Regions from separate parts of the Mus musculus genome. Here regions 2 and 3 are each linked to region 1. The links are chromatin contacts, called in public HiChIP or PLAC-seq maps. All regions are on one chromosome and are shown on one strand. The core of a region is the stretch at or near the end of the contact, and the rest is flanking DNA. Distances in the headings are between cores, read along the strand shown. Region 1 has its middle 21 kb from the start of 1300002E11Rik. Region 2 overlaps Vps8 (VPS8 CORVET complex subunit). Region 3 overlaps Senp2 (SUMO/sentrin specific peptidase 2).

Region 1 (4,045 bases), core at 852-3,351:
CAGGAATATGGGTTCCAGGGTCTTATGCTTAGGCAGGTACTCTACCAGCTGAGTCATACCTCCTGTCTTACCATGCGTTTTTTGAAGTACTGGCATATTAAACAGAAATTACTGAATGCTGTTGTTTAGGGGCTAAGCTCCGCTATTGGGATCCAACATGCAAGGCTAAAAATTGAAATGGTGTCATCCATTTCAACCCAGCAAAGTTTGAAACGGAGCCATTTCTCTGACCTGAAGAATCAGGATTTGTGAGCCAAACTTCCCCAAGTAGGTCAGCTATAACCGTAGGATTACAGCTTCCTCTATCGGTCCCTGCGGCTCCCGGGAAGAGGGATCCTGATATAAACAGGAATGTTTCTGATCTTCCATCTCCTGTCCCTTCTTTCAAGGAAATGACCCACCTTCTTCCTTCAAGATTTATTTTATGAATGAGTATTCTATCTGCATGTACCCCTGCATGCCAGAAGAGGGCATCCGATCACGTTATAGATGGTTGTGAGCCACCATGTGAGTACTGGGAATTGAACTCTGGACCTCGGGAAAAGCAGATAATCCCCTTAACTGCTGAGCTATTTCTCTATCCCCTGCTACTTTCTTTTCTTTCCCTTGAGACAGGGTTTCTCTGTGCAGCCCTGGCTGTCTTGGAACTCTGCAGGCCAGGCTGGCCTTGAACTCAGAAATTTGCCTGCCTCTGCCTCCTAAGTGCTGGGATTAAATGTGTGCTCCACCACTGCCCGGCTAACTTGTCAATTCTTTCTTCCAGTCCTTTTCTGTCTCTAAAACTTGTGCTCAGATCCTCAGAATATGTGTTCTATGTCATGGAATGAAGTGTCCAGACTCTTAACTGTGACTGTGCTTTGTCAGGCATGACATCGCACTAACTGCTGGCTGTCTTGACGACCAGCTGTCTTTCTTGCTCAGGTTCTCAGTGGTCCTACTGCCTCCAGTTTACTGACGAACAATGGATGGGGTACTAACTCCACAAGCACAGGCAACTCTGATCTTTCAAATAAAGGTAAGATTAACAAAGGAATAATTGGGACAGAGAAGAAAAAAAATAGGTAATCAAATCATCTTCTCTCCAAGGTTTTTTATCTCTATGTCTACTCACCTATTCTCAGCTTCTTGGTTAAAAATAAAATAAAATTTGAAATTCAAAATGTGTAATTGTTTCCTAAAATCCTTGCAGTCTTCAGCGGTAGACATATTTTATGTCAGTGAGCTGGCCAATGGCTGGTAACCTTAGGAAACCCAATGGGAGCCCAGCACCACCAAGACTGAGGGGCAGCATCAGATGCTGGGTGGACACGGGGACCTAAGAGTTAAATAAAGCAACATGGCAGTTAATCAGCTGGGTAATGAAGCGCTCACAAAAGCCCAAAGGAGCATCTGGCAGCTCAGCCACGGCCATTCCTGGAGAGCAGAGCCCTCACCCATCTCACGTGCCCTGCTCTGTCCCTCTCCATCGTTTCCTGCTAATTCCCTTTACGGTCAGCCATCCATAGGTAAGTTCCTGGTTCTGTGTGAACCCTAGCAAACCTAATGGATCCGAGGAGGGATCTGTGGCAATGACAAGCTGCAGCTGCTCGGCTGAGCAATCTGGAGCTGGCAGCTGTATCTGAAATATATGATGCTGGTCTCTATGAGCTGAGACCGCAGACACTTTCACACGGATGTAAAAAGCATTTTATTTCCCCTGATACGTGTCCTTTTCCAGGGCCAGCCCAGCTATGCTCACCTGAGTCATACCCAATTTATAGTGTAACACACATCTGAAGGGCTCACTTTCTTGTAGGACTGCATATTTGGATGCCATAGAGCTCCACAGGCAGCCAGGCACCTGACATGTAGCTGAGTGTACACTTCCCAGCACGGCTGGAAATGTAAAATACATAGTTTCTTCCTTGTGGGGAGAAGGGAAAAGAAGAAAGTATGTCTAACTTCCCGTCTTTTCAGAAGCTTTAAGTGACTGTTTCTATCAAGCCTGACTTGGAAGTGCTGAGATAATGTGGGATTTTTGGATGCCTGGATAGTGCTGAGTATGCAGTACCAAGAATAGACACCAGAGGGAGGAAGAAGCCCTTACAAGTTCCTGGAAAAGTGTTCCAATTATGGAATTACATAAACCCACAGTCCAGAGACCACGCACCCATAAAAGACTTGAGAGGTTCAACTATCTCGGCTGATGGGTGAATATCCACTCTGTATGAATCTAGTCCGTAAATGACTGGGAGAAGAGGCTGCAGGTCTATTCTCTTGGTACGTCTAACAGGAAACAAATACGAGGAACTGTCACAGGAAGCACAGAAATGAAACCTACCCAGACATGGCAGCTCCCTTGTGTAAACTCAACAAGTGGGCAAGCTCAGGCAGGACTGCCATAAGCACGAAGCCAGCCTGGTCTACAGAGTAAGACTTTGTGCAAACCAAAACTAACAACGAAACAAACAATCCGGGTATACACCAAAGCTGAAGAATTCAGAGAAAGAACAGAAAGAAATTGTATTAAAGAAACTGAAGGCACTGTAAGACACAACACAAATAGCCAGTGAAATCACAGAAGTAATACAGGAACAAGAGAATACCAACAGGGTGTCAGAAATCACATAAAAGAACCAAAGGAAAAAAATACACAACTGGAGAACTCAGTAACTGAGCTGAAAAACTCAATGGGTTTTCAACATTACATTTGATCAAATAACTCAGTAAACTCGAAGACAGACGATTTAAGATCATGAAGTAGAAGGGACAGAAGGAAACGTGACAGTCGAGGGCCTGAGACACTGTTAAGATGGCCAACACACACAGAGTTACAGTGTAAGAGAGGGACAGTGTAAGGTGGCAGACATCGCTCACGTCCCCAGTCCTGCTGACTGAGTGAAGGGAAGCAGGCCTCTACATCCTCATTACCTCTCTATTTACCGCGTATGAAGAGGTATGTATGTGCTATGATACACATGTGACAATATTACAGAACAACTCTCCTCCACCTAGGTTCTGGGGACTGATTGCGTTATAAGGCTTTGCAGCCAGAACCTTTACCCACTGAGCTATCTCGCCGCCCCTGCATATCTAAATTTAATGAGGTCAAAGTGTTCTGACTAATGAGCCCAAAGAAGTCCACAGAAAGAAATATAACTGAACTGTCAAAAGTCAAAGAAAAACTTGTGTCAAGAGAAAATCAATCTGTCACATACACAAGAGCTCCTAAACATGGTCAGTGGATTTCCCTGCAGAAGCTTTATAGACCAGAGGCACCGGAAAGATGAACCCAAAAGCGCTATAGCAAGCAGAACCTTCCTAGATAAAGCCTACACACGGTGGGGGAAGGGAGGCTAAGGGGTTATACAGTAGGCTAACCTAGACTTCACTAAGAAAGTGACTTGAGTCAAGGCCTGAAAGAGTAAAGGAAGTGGCATGTGGAATGAGGGAGGGACATCCCAAGAACAGGAAACAACACCAAAGGGGTCTCTCCAAACACAAAGCAGGGACAGCAGCAGAAGCAAGTGAATCAGGACAGAGAAGAAGTCGCATTGAAGAGGTAAAGGGGACACCCCACCCCCATTCCAGGGAGTGACATCATGGCTTTCGTTCAGCAGGACATGCAGTTGCCTAGGGAGATGCGTGGAGGCTGATGCACTCAGAGTTGACTCCATGGGACAATCTAAGGCATTAGGTTGCAAGGGTAACTCCAGGCTGGAGAACTGGAAAGCCCGGAATTGTATGCTAGTGAGCTGGGGAAACAAGAGAATTTTGACAGGAGCAAAGATCAGGAGTTTGAGTGGGTTAAAAGTTTGAGATGCACGTTAGACAGAGAGTGTGCAGAATTGATCTCATCACTGACCTTCCTAGATATGTCCTTCAGCTGGTGTTGTTTGTCTGACCTTTCTCCTCTGACTGTTCACACTAGTGTCTGCTGTGCAGTCGCACACACAAGCCTAGGGAGAGGTGCAGGCTGAAGACAAGTCAGAATTATAGAGCCATCAAATTGAAGAGAAAGGATTATAAATTTTTGAGAGATGGAGACAGAAGACAAAGAGAGAAG
Region 2 (4,045 bases), core at 509-3,008, 220 kb after region 1:
AATGCTATTCTTAGGTGTCTTGGACACAAACCTTTGCTGACTGGTAGGAATGTTACTCCATTCATTATGACTGGATCTGGAAAAGAGGTGAAGATCAGATACGGCTGTCTTCCCACAGCCTAAAGTCTGGCTCTGCTTTTTTTTTTTTTTTTTTTTAAATTAGGTATTTTCCTCATTTACATTTTCAATGCTATCCCAAAGGTCCCCCATACACACCCCCCCCAATCCCCTACCCACCCACTCCCCCTTTTTGGCCCTGGCGTTCCCCTGTACTGGGGCATATAAAGTTTGCAAGTCCAATGGGCCTCTCTTTGCAGTGATGACCGACTAGGCCATCTTTCGATACATATGCAGCTAAAGACAAGAGCTCCCGGGTACTGGTTAGTTCATACTGGCTCTGCTTTAAAACCATCAGTGTTTCCTCTCATCTTCAGGACGAAACCAGGCGTGCTCGTCCCTGCTCTTTCCTTCCCAGTTTTCACATTTACAGCTATGCCCTGCCTCCCCCAGAGCTCACTGTGTTCACCAGGTTAGTCTCAACCCCCAGGTACCTTCCTGCCTCAACTTATTTTGACACTGTGCCTAGTTCCATCCATCCACCCATCCATCCATCCATCCATCCATCCATCCATCCATCCATCCATCTATTCACCCACCTACCCACCCATCCATCCCTCCCTCCATCTTCCCTGCTATTTGATCCAAGTCACTCACTTTATAAAATTCTACTCACACCAAATATGTACCTCTGACAATTCAAAACTGCAGTGTCGGCAATACGTTTGTTTATGTAAGTATATTCTAGCTCCCTTGCTGGTGAGAACTATAGTTCTGCTGTTTACCAGGATGCACTGAGAGGGGACTGAGATAGAGCTCAGTTGGCAGAGTGCACACCTAACATCAGGAAGCTCTGGGTTTCATCCCCAGCATCACATAAGACCTGGCACAGTGACACACTTGCAGTCCTAGGGCCTGGAAGGCAGGGATGGGAAGACTGGAAGTTCAAGGTCCTTAGTTGCACAGCAAGCTCAAGGTCAGCCTGGCTTAGTGAGACCTTGTCCCGAACAAAAATAAAAACCAAACAAAGCCCCAAACCAGTGTATGCTATAGTACCAATAAAGACATTTGGCCCAAGACAGGTGTTTGTTAAATACTGGCTTCAGCTGGAGTAATGTCGTTTATGCTTTGGTATAACAAGATCATTGGCAAATGACACTGTTAATGAAGTCTCACTTATGTTAGAATCACTGATTATCTCCATGTATTCTGAGTCCTATTAATCCTTACTTAATTTGTAAGCTTCACTTAGAGGATACTCTTTTGGGAAATGTTACTATTATTAAACACTAGGATCTCTTTTTAGTCTATCTATCTATCTATCTATCTATCTATCCATCTATTTCGAACTTAACCTTTTTATAGCAGAGAATCATCCTTAAAAATGGACAAATAAAAACAAGCTTCTGATTTTATTATGCAGCAACTTGGTTTACGCTTCTACAGTGTTGTGGGAACTCAAGATAAACGATCAGTGTGTAATGTGCGAAGAAAATAAACATCACTAGTGAAGTCATTTGGAGGACATAAATCCTGCCCGCTCACATTGTTTGTGAATGCATCCTCCAAGATAAGATGTGCTCTCGGTTCTGAGAGCAGAGACATGAGGTCAAGCCCATTAGCAAGGGGAAGCCTGGGTGGACTCCCTTAAGACATGCAGTCATCTTCCTGTTAGTGAGCAGGAAGCTTGTGTGTTCTCCCCTGTGACACACACGTCATCTCTGTGTTAGTGAACAGGAAGTTCTTGGTACTTAGATGCTGGGCTCTCTATAGCAAGGGCTGATTTTGAAAAATATTTTATAAAACTTTTAATGAATGTCTAAATATGAATGTCTAAATGTCCTATTTTTTGAAGTTTTAAAAGAAATAACAACTTGAATGTTTCTGGTGTGTGACATCTCCCATTAGCTTATCTGTTCTGAAGGAAGTCAAACCTTGGCTGAAGAGACAGATCTGTGGGTTAAAAAAAAGCGTGCTGTGCTGTGCAAGCATGACAAGCTGAACTGGATCCCCTGAGCCCACATAAACTCTGGACTTGTATCACGAATGTCTGTAATCCTAGCAACCCCATGAGGAGATGGACAGCAGAGACAGGAGAGGAGACAGGAGAATCTTGTAAGTTCACGGGTCTGATGACCTGGGCACGCAGAGAGTAAAGCACAAGACACAGTGTCTCAAGCAAAGCAGAAGGCCACGGTCAGTGCCCAGGTTGTTCTCTCTCTGTGAGCACCATGACAGGCAGGCACCCACTCTAACATACATGAGTGGAACACGCATGCCGCAAACACATAAGAAACACAGGACAGAAAGACAAATAACAACAAAGACACAAAGGATAAAGAAAAACAAAATAGAACTCTGAACCTTGCTAATAATGTTTGAATTCTATTAAGTCTTTTTTTCCATTGAACTTGTACTTCTCTTATTTTAAATTTAATAAATGAATAAATTAAGATTAAACTGACATTATTTACTATTAATATAAATGAAAAAGTGAACTTATATACTAGAGTAGGATGCTGAGTACTTCAACTAGAATGATAGTGTCTCCTGAACATTTTACCTTCGTGTGTAGAGAAACAAAGGTTAAATGAGACAGACCTGCTGGCCAACATCTACCCCGAGGCTGTAAAGTTGCTGGGACTAAGGGAGGTAACTCATTTGGATCATTTCTCTTGCTTATACAGGACCAAAGGAGAAAGCAGGTGTTCTGCAGAATATCCAGTCATGCTCATGTTGATTTGTTGGTAGATAAATGGTATATAAGTGTCACTGGCTGGTTGTATATCTTGGTTGACTAGTGATTTTAACACATGAAGTTAGTTAAGAATGGCCGGAGGCAGCACTTGACCTGCCAGGACCACAGGCTTGGGAGTAAGTTGTGTTGGGAGTCAGAAGCTGAGGAATTAAATGTCAGTTATCATGTTTCCCAAAAAGATAAACTAAACTGTTATTTGATAGGATGGTGTTCCAAGGGCAGTGGGATATTTCAAACACATTTAATTATCCTTTGTTCAGATAGAAGTAGGTGAGAGCTAAGTGACTCCTGTCATACTCTCTGGATGGATTTAACCGGGATAGCCGGATCTTCAGAGGAAAGTAAATGAAACCCACCATACTAGGGAACTGATGGTTATTACTTAGTGCTTTCCATTGCCCTTGGAACACCATCCCAGGGGAAAGCGGTATTTTAGGGCGTTCGCTTTGCTGCTTTTAGTTACATACATTTTGAAAACTGGGATGCTGATGCAATTCCTTATTCACAGTACATACTGTGTGGTGCCTTGGACTAACTCTTGTTTACCATTCATGTAGCAAAACCCAGCACAGCATCCGCTCCAAGCTCAAGAGCCACATCTGCCTCGGCAGCTCTCTGCCAAGGGTGGCGAGACACTGAGTTACACCATATGGACTGCTGGTAACAAGGCTTTACTGCTCTTTTCAGTGCAATTCTTCTGGTCAAACTGTAACTAGCTAGCATTGTGTTTATATACAGGGTCTCTTGCCCTTACAGATGTGTTTTGCAACCTTATCTGTTTCAGAAAAATTGTACTGAATCCTAGCAGAAGTAGAATGGTCAAATGTTAGAAATCAGAGCAAAGCCACATTTCCTATGAATTGACAGAACTAGAAAGCTGAAGATACATATCTTGCCAGAATAAAATGAAAGCATGGAGTGCTACCAACTTTTTACTAAGGTGTGAAGACCTTCCGGTGACAGCAGCATCAGAAGAGTGAGCCCCACTCCTGCTTACACCTTGTATGTAAAGCGGGGCAGGAACGGCTGGGTTGGGGTGGCAAATAGTGACTGGGTTCCAGGAGAGATGGAGGTGACATTTACAAAGGAGGTTACATATCTGAGGGGGTGACATTTATTGAGGAAGGTGACATCCATGAGGGAGGTGACACCTGTGAGGAGGTGACACCTGTGAGGGTGGTGACACTTGTGAGGGAGCTCTTTCACCTCTACCTAACCACGCCCTCTATA
Region 3 (4,045 bases), core at 829-3,328, 220 kb before region 1:
CTGTACATGGCTCCTTTACCTGCACACTGGGGATTTGACCTCTATCTCCACTCTCATTAATATGGGTGGCCTATTGCTCTTATTAAAAGAAAAGGGGGATCTGTGGGAAGCCGCCCTCACATTTGCCATTATAAGATGGCGCTGACAGCTGTGTTCTAAGTAGTAAACATAATCTGCACACGTGCAGGGGCAGTTTTCCCGCCACGTGTTCTGCCTTTCCCGTGATGACAACTGGGCCGATGGGCTGCAGCCAATCAGGGAGTAATACGTCCTAGGCGGAGGATAATTCTCCTTAAAAGGGACGGGGTTTTGCCATTCTTTCTCTTGCTTTCTTGTTCTTTTTCTCTCTCTTGCTCTCTCTCTTGCACTCTTGCACTCTTGCACTCTTGCTCTCTTACTCCTGAAGATGTAAGCAATAAAGTTTTGCCGCAGAAGATTCTGGTTTGCTGTGTTCTTCCTGGCCGGTCGTGAATGCGTGTAAGACTATCCCATTCTAAAATGTAGATAAAACATGTTTGTAAAGTTCAGAAAGGTACAAGGTATGGGCTACAGAGCATCACACAGAGGAATCTACTTCTTATTCAAAGTCATCCTGTGGTAGTTAAAGCTGCTTTTATTTATTTATTCCTTTTCTGTGTAAGGGTTGGAGTCTAAGACCTTTACCATGCTAGACAAACACTCTACCACTGACCTACAGTCTACTCCTCTAGTTCATGTTTATACCATAGAAAACAAAGTACTGTAGGAAATGCACTAAACAGGAAGTTGTCACCAATGGCCACTGATTAAGTAGTGAAAGCCTCTACAAGGACTGGAGATTAGGACCAGGAATGGAGCACTTGCCCACAGATACAAAGTTGACACCTTATAAGTTTGTTAGGAAATGTATTTAGAAACAGAACTTTTAGAGTAGAGCTAGAGAGTCTCAAGACACCAGTGAGCTTTCTTCATTCTTTCTGACTGCCTGGTAGTTCCCATTCACTCCTTCATTTTACAGAAAGACTAGCTCACACTTTGCTGTCTAGACTGGCTTAACTGTCTAGATTTGGTCCTCCCTGAGTGCTAAGATTATAAGCATTCTGTTTTGACTAATGGCTGATAAATGATAGTTAAACAAAAAAGAGTGCATCTGGAATCACAGGAAACAGAGAACATTAGATAAGGGGATGTTTTAGGACCACTTCTGTAACTCTATGCAAATAAAATGTAAGTAACACAAAGCTTCAGTTGCATTTATTAAGAAATACATTTCTGTGTGGGTGTGGTGGTGCATCCCTGTAATCCCAGCAGAGGGTTCATTAATCAGGAGGCAGGTGGATCTCTACAAGTTTGAGGCCAGTCTGGTCTATATAGCAAGGCTGCAGAGTAAGACCACATGGGGTGGGGACTGAGATAGATTGACATTGATTTCTGCCAGATAGTAAATGTTTAACAAAATAACTTTGTTATTAAAAACCTGAACATGCCTACAGAGATACTGAAACACTGATTCTAATACTTACATTAAAAGTAGACTGGGTAGTGGTGGAATACACCTTTAGTCTCAGTACTTGGGAGGTAGATGTCTACGAATTCAAGGCCAGCCTGGTCTACAGAGCTAGTTCTAGGACAGCCAGGGCTACTTCCTTGTTTCTGGTGGCATCAAAATGTCAGTCCAGTGACAAGGCAGATCTAACATTTACCAAGGGATTCTACTTACACCTTCCTTTTCAAATCGGAGTCCCACCACCTTCTCTGTATCAGCTTTCCCTTTTGAATACCTGGAGAGGAAACCATTACAGATTTACAGAGTTCTGCTGTTTAAATGACACATGTTAGTTCCACAAGTAACATTGAAACTGGTGATAATAGTGCACATCTGTAATCCCAGAACCAGGGAAGTGGAGGCAGGAAGACCAGTAGCTCAAGGCAACATAATGAGTTTGAGGCTAGCTAAATGAGACTGTCTCAAACCTTTTTTTTTTTTTTTTTTTAATTTAAAATTAGGATTTATTAGTGTCTAAACAAAACCAGTGCTGGCACTGCCCTGTCTCTGCTTCCTGGTCTGCCATAAACAGACCGTGTCATTCTAATGCTTTCCTCAGCACTACATACAGACTGACTTCTCTAAAACCCTTCCTCCCTTAGGTCATTTGTGTCAGGCATTTTAGCAGCAATGGAAGAAAACTAACATGAAAAATAAATGCTAGAAAAGTGGGGTTGCTGTTGTGACCAACCTCTCTGTGGCTCTTACAATGTTGGAACTAATCTGAAGAAGAATATGGGAAAAAATGCAGATCTAGGTTAAAGAGAGACATTCTAGAATGCTGTAATGGGGTCTTCTGACAGAAGACCAGAATGTGAGGGAGAAATACAGACACTAGACAGGACTTGGTAGGTTCAGAAAGGGCAATGATACTACTAGGTAAAAGTGGCTCCATTTTCTCTGCATCCACGACCCTTTCCTGAGGGTAATTTAAGAGGCTGGCACTCAGGAAGAGGTAGTCTATGCCTGTAAACTCTGCATTCAGTGGGCAGAGGATCATGAGTTGCAGTCAGCCTTACATAGTAAGACCCTGTCTTAATCAGGGTTTGACTGCTGTGAACAGACACCATGACCAAGGCAAGTCTTATAAAGGACAACATTTAATTGGGGCTGGCTTACAGGTTCAGTCCAGTATCATTAAGGCAAGAGCACTGCATCATCCAGGCAGGCATGGTGCAGGCAAAGCTGAGAGCTCTATATCTTCATCTGAAGGCTGCTAGTGGAAGACTGACTTCCAGGCAGCTAGGGTGAGGGTCTTAAGTCCATGCCTACAGTGACACACCTACTCCAACCAGGTCACACTTTCTAATAGTGCCACTCTCTGGGCCAAGCATATACAAGCCATCACAGATCCTGCCTCAAAAGACCGGAAAAAGGGAGCTGAGGAGGTATATGAGTTGGCAAAATACTGAGTTTGGTTCAGTATCCATGTAAAATCTGTGTGCAAGGGCTCATGTGTACAATGTGGGCTGAGGCTTGCTAGGCAGCCAGTTTAGCCAAATCCATTAAAATCAATTCCAGTTCAATGAGAGACTGTGCCTCTCTACTGTCTCTACCTTTGACTTCTACATGCATGTATACATATACACTGCCTGCCCATTCCTTTAAAAATAAAAAGAGGTGGGCAAGCAGTAACAAACTAAGGAATTTGAAAGGTAGTTTAGCTAAGTGTACAGAAAAACTTGGAAGGAAAATGTAGAGCAAAGGGATTTGAAACCAACACACTGGGTTGGTGAGGTGGCTCAGCAAGTAAGAGTACTGACTGTTCTTCTGAAGGTCCTGAGTTCAAATCCTAGCAACCACATGATGGCTCACAACCACCCATAATGAGATCTGACTTCTGGCGAGTCTGAAGACAACTACAGTGTACTTACATATAATAATAAATAAATCTTTGAGCCGAAGTGAATGGGGCTGACCGGAGTGAGCAGAGGCTCTAAAATTCAATTCCCAACAACCACATGAAGGCTCACAACCATGTGTACAGTTAAAATGTACTCATATACATAAAAATAAATAAATCAAGAAGAAAGAAAGAAAGAAAGGAAGGAAGGAAGGAAGGAAGGAAGGAAGGAAGGAAGGAAGGAAGGAAGAAAAACTGACACACTGACAAGGTGATGCAATTATTAAAAACAACTAGCACTGCTAGGGCTCACCCCAGCACCCCTGACCGGAAGAAACCCTTAGATATTCTTCCTAGAGTAAGGAACTGGCCATGGGCTTTAGAGCATAAAACTCCCAACTCATTACTACCCTATTGTTTCCTGCAATCTTACACTTATCTATCTGAGGGGCAGCAAATGACCTGTGACACACATGTATCCATCAGAGGGCAGCCTAAAGAAGCTGGTGTTCTCCACTATGTGATCTTTGGGAATCACACTTGGGACTTCAGATTTGGTGGCAAGCATTGGAGCCATCTTGCCAGCCCCGGATGTTCATTTTAAAGACAGCCTTGAGAACAAAGGCACCCTCCTCACAGAGAGCCGCCTATGGGTCAGCCACCTAAACACTCAAGAG

The links. HiChIP or PLAC-seq counts read pairs in DNA pulled down with a chosen protein or histone mark.
Region 2: an H3K4me3 HiChIP or PLAC-seq map of bone marrow-derived macrophages shows a contact between it and region 1, with 4 times the contacts expected there. The contact joins two enhancer-like sites. A contact is called at or near these places in 2 of 115 datasets of contacts at active chromatin or transcription factors (bone marrow-derived macrophages and embryonic stem cells) and 2 of 9 other capture datasets (adipose tissue and embryonic stem cells).
Region 3: a contact with region 1 is called in an H3K4me3 HiChIP or PLAC-seq map of bone marrow-derived macrophages, with 6 times the contacts expected there. The contact joins two enhancer-like sites. A contact is called at or near these places in 2 of 484 Hi-C or Micro-C datasets (embryonic stem cells and neural stem cells), 5 of 115 datasets of contacts at active chromatin or transcription factors (bone marrow-derived macrophages, embryonic stem cells and extraembryonic endoderm stem cells) and 4 of 9 other capture datasets (adipose tissue, embryonic stem cells, liver and 1 more).

The regions. Positions count from the first base shown.
Region 1 is chr16:21,813,192-21,817,236 of GRCm38.p6, reverse strand. No RefSeq gene overlaps it. Among named protein-coding and RNA genes, the nearest start is that of 1300002E11Rik, 21 kb to the right of the region's middle. Within about 2 kb of position 2,101, at least 65 of the 459 cell types and tissues checked have an H3K27ac peak or open chromatin away from gene starts, as enhancers often do. A contact at or near this core is called in adipose tissue and bone marrow-derived macrophages, where this site is marked.
Region 2 is chr16:21,588,669-21,592,713 of GRCm38.p6, reverse strand. All of the region lies in intron 44 of Vps8 (VPS8 CORVET complex subunit), which reads right to left. Among named protein-coding and RNA genes, the nearest start is that of 2510009E07Rik, 100 kb to the left of the region's middle. Within about 2 kb of position 1,758, at least 55 of the 459 cell types and tissues checked have an H3K27ac peak or open chromatin away from gene starts, as enhancers often do. A contact at or near this core is called in adipose tissue and bone marrow-derived macrophages, where this site is marked.
Region 3 is chr16:22,029,819-22,033,863 of GRCm38.p6, reverse strand. It overlaps Senp2 (SUMO/sentrin specific peptidase 2), which reads right to left. Exons shown (of 17, transcript NM_029457.3): 10 at 1,700-1,760. Among named protein-coding and RNA genes, the nearest start is that of Senp2, 22 kb to the right of the region's middle. Within about 2 kb of position 2,078, at least 5 of the 459 cell types and tissues checked have an H3K27ac peak or open chromatin away from gene starts, as enhancers often do. A contact at or near this core is called in bone marrow-derived macrophages, where this site is marked.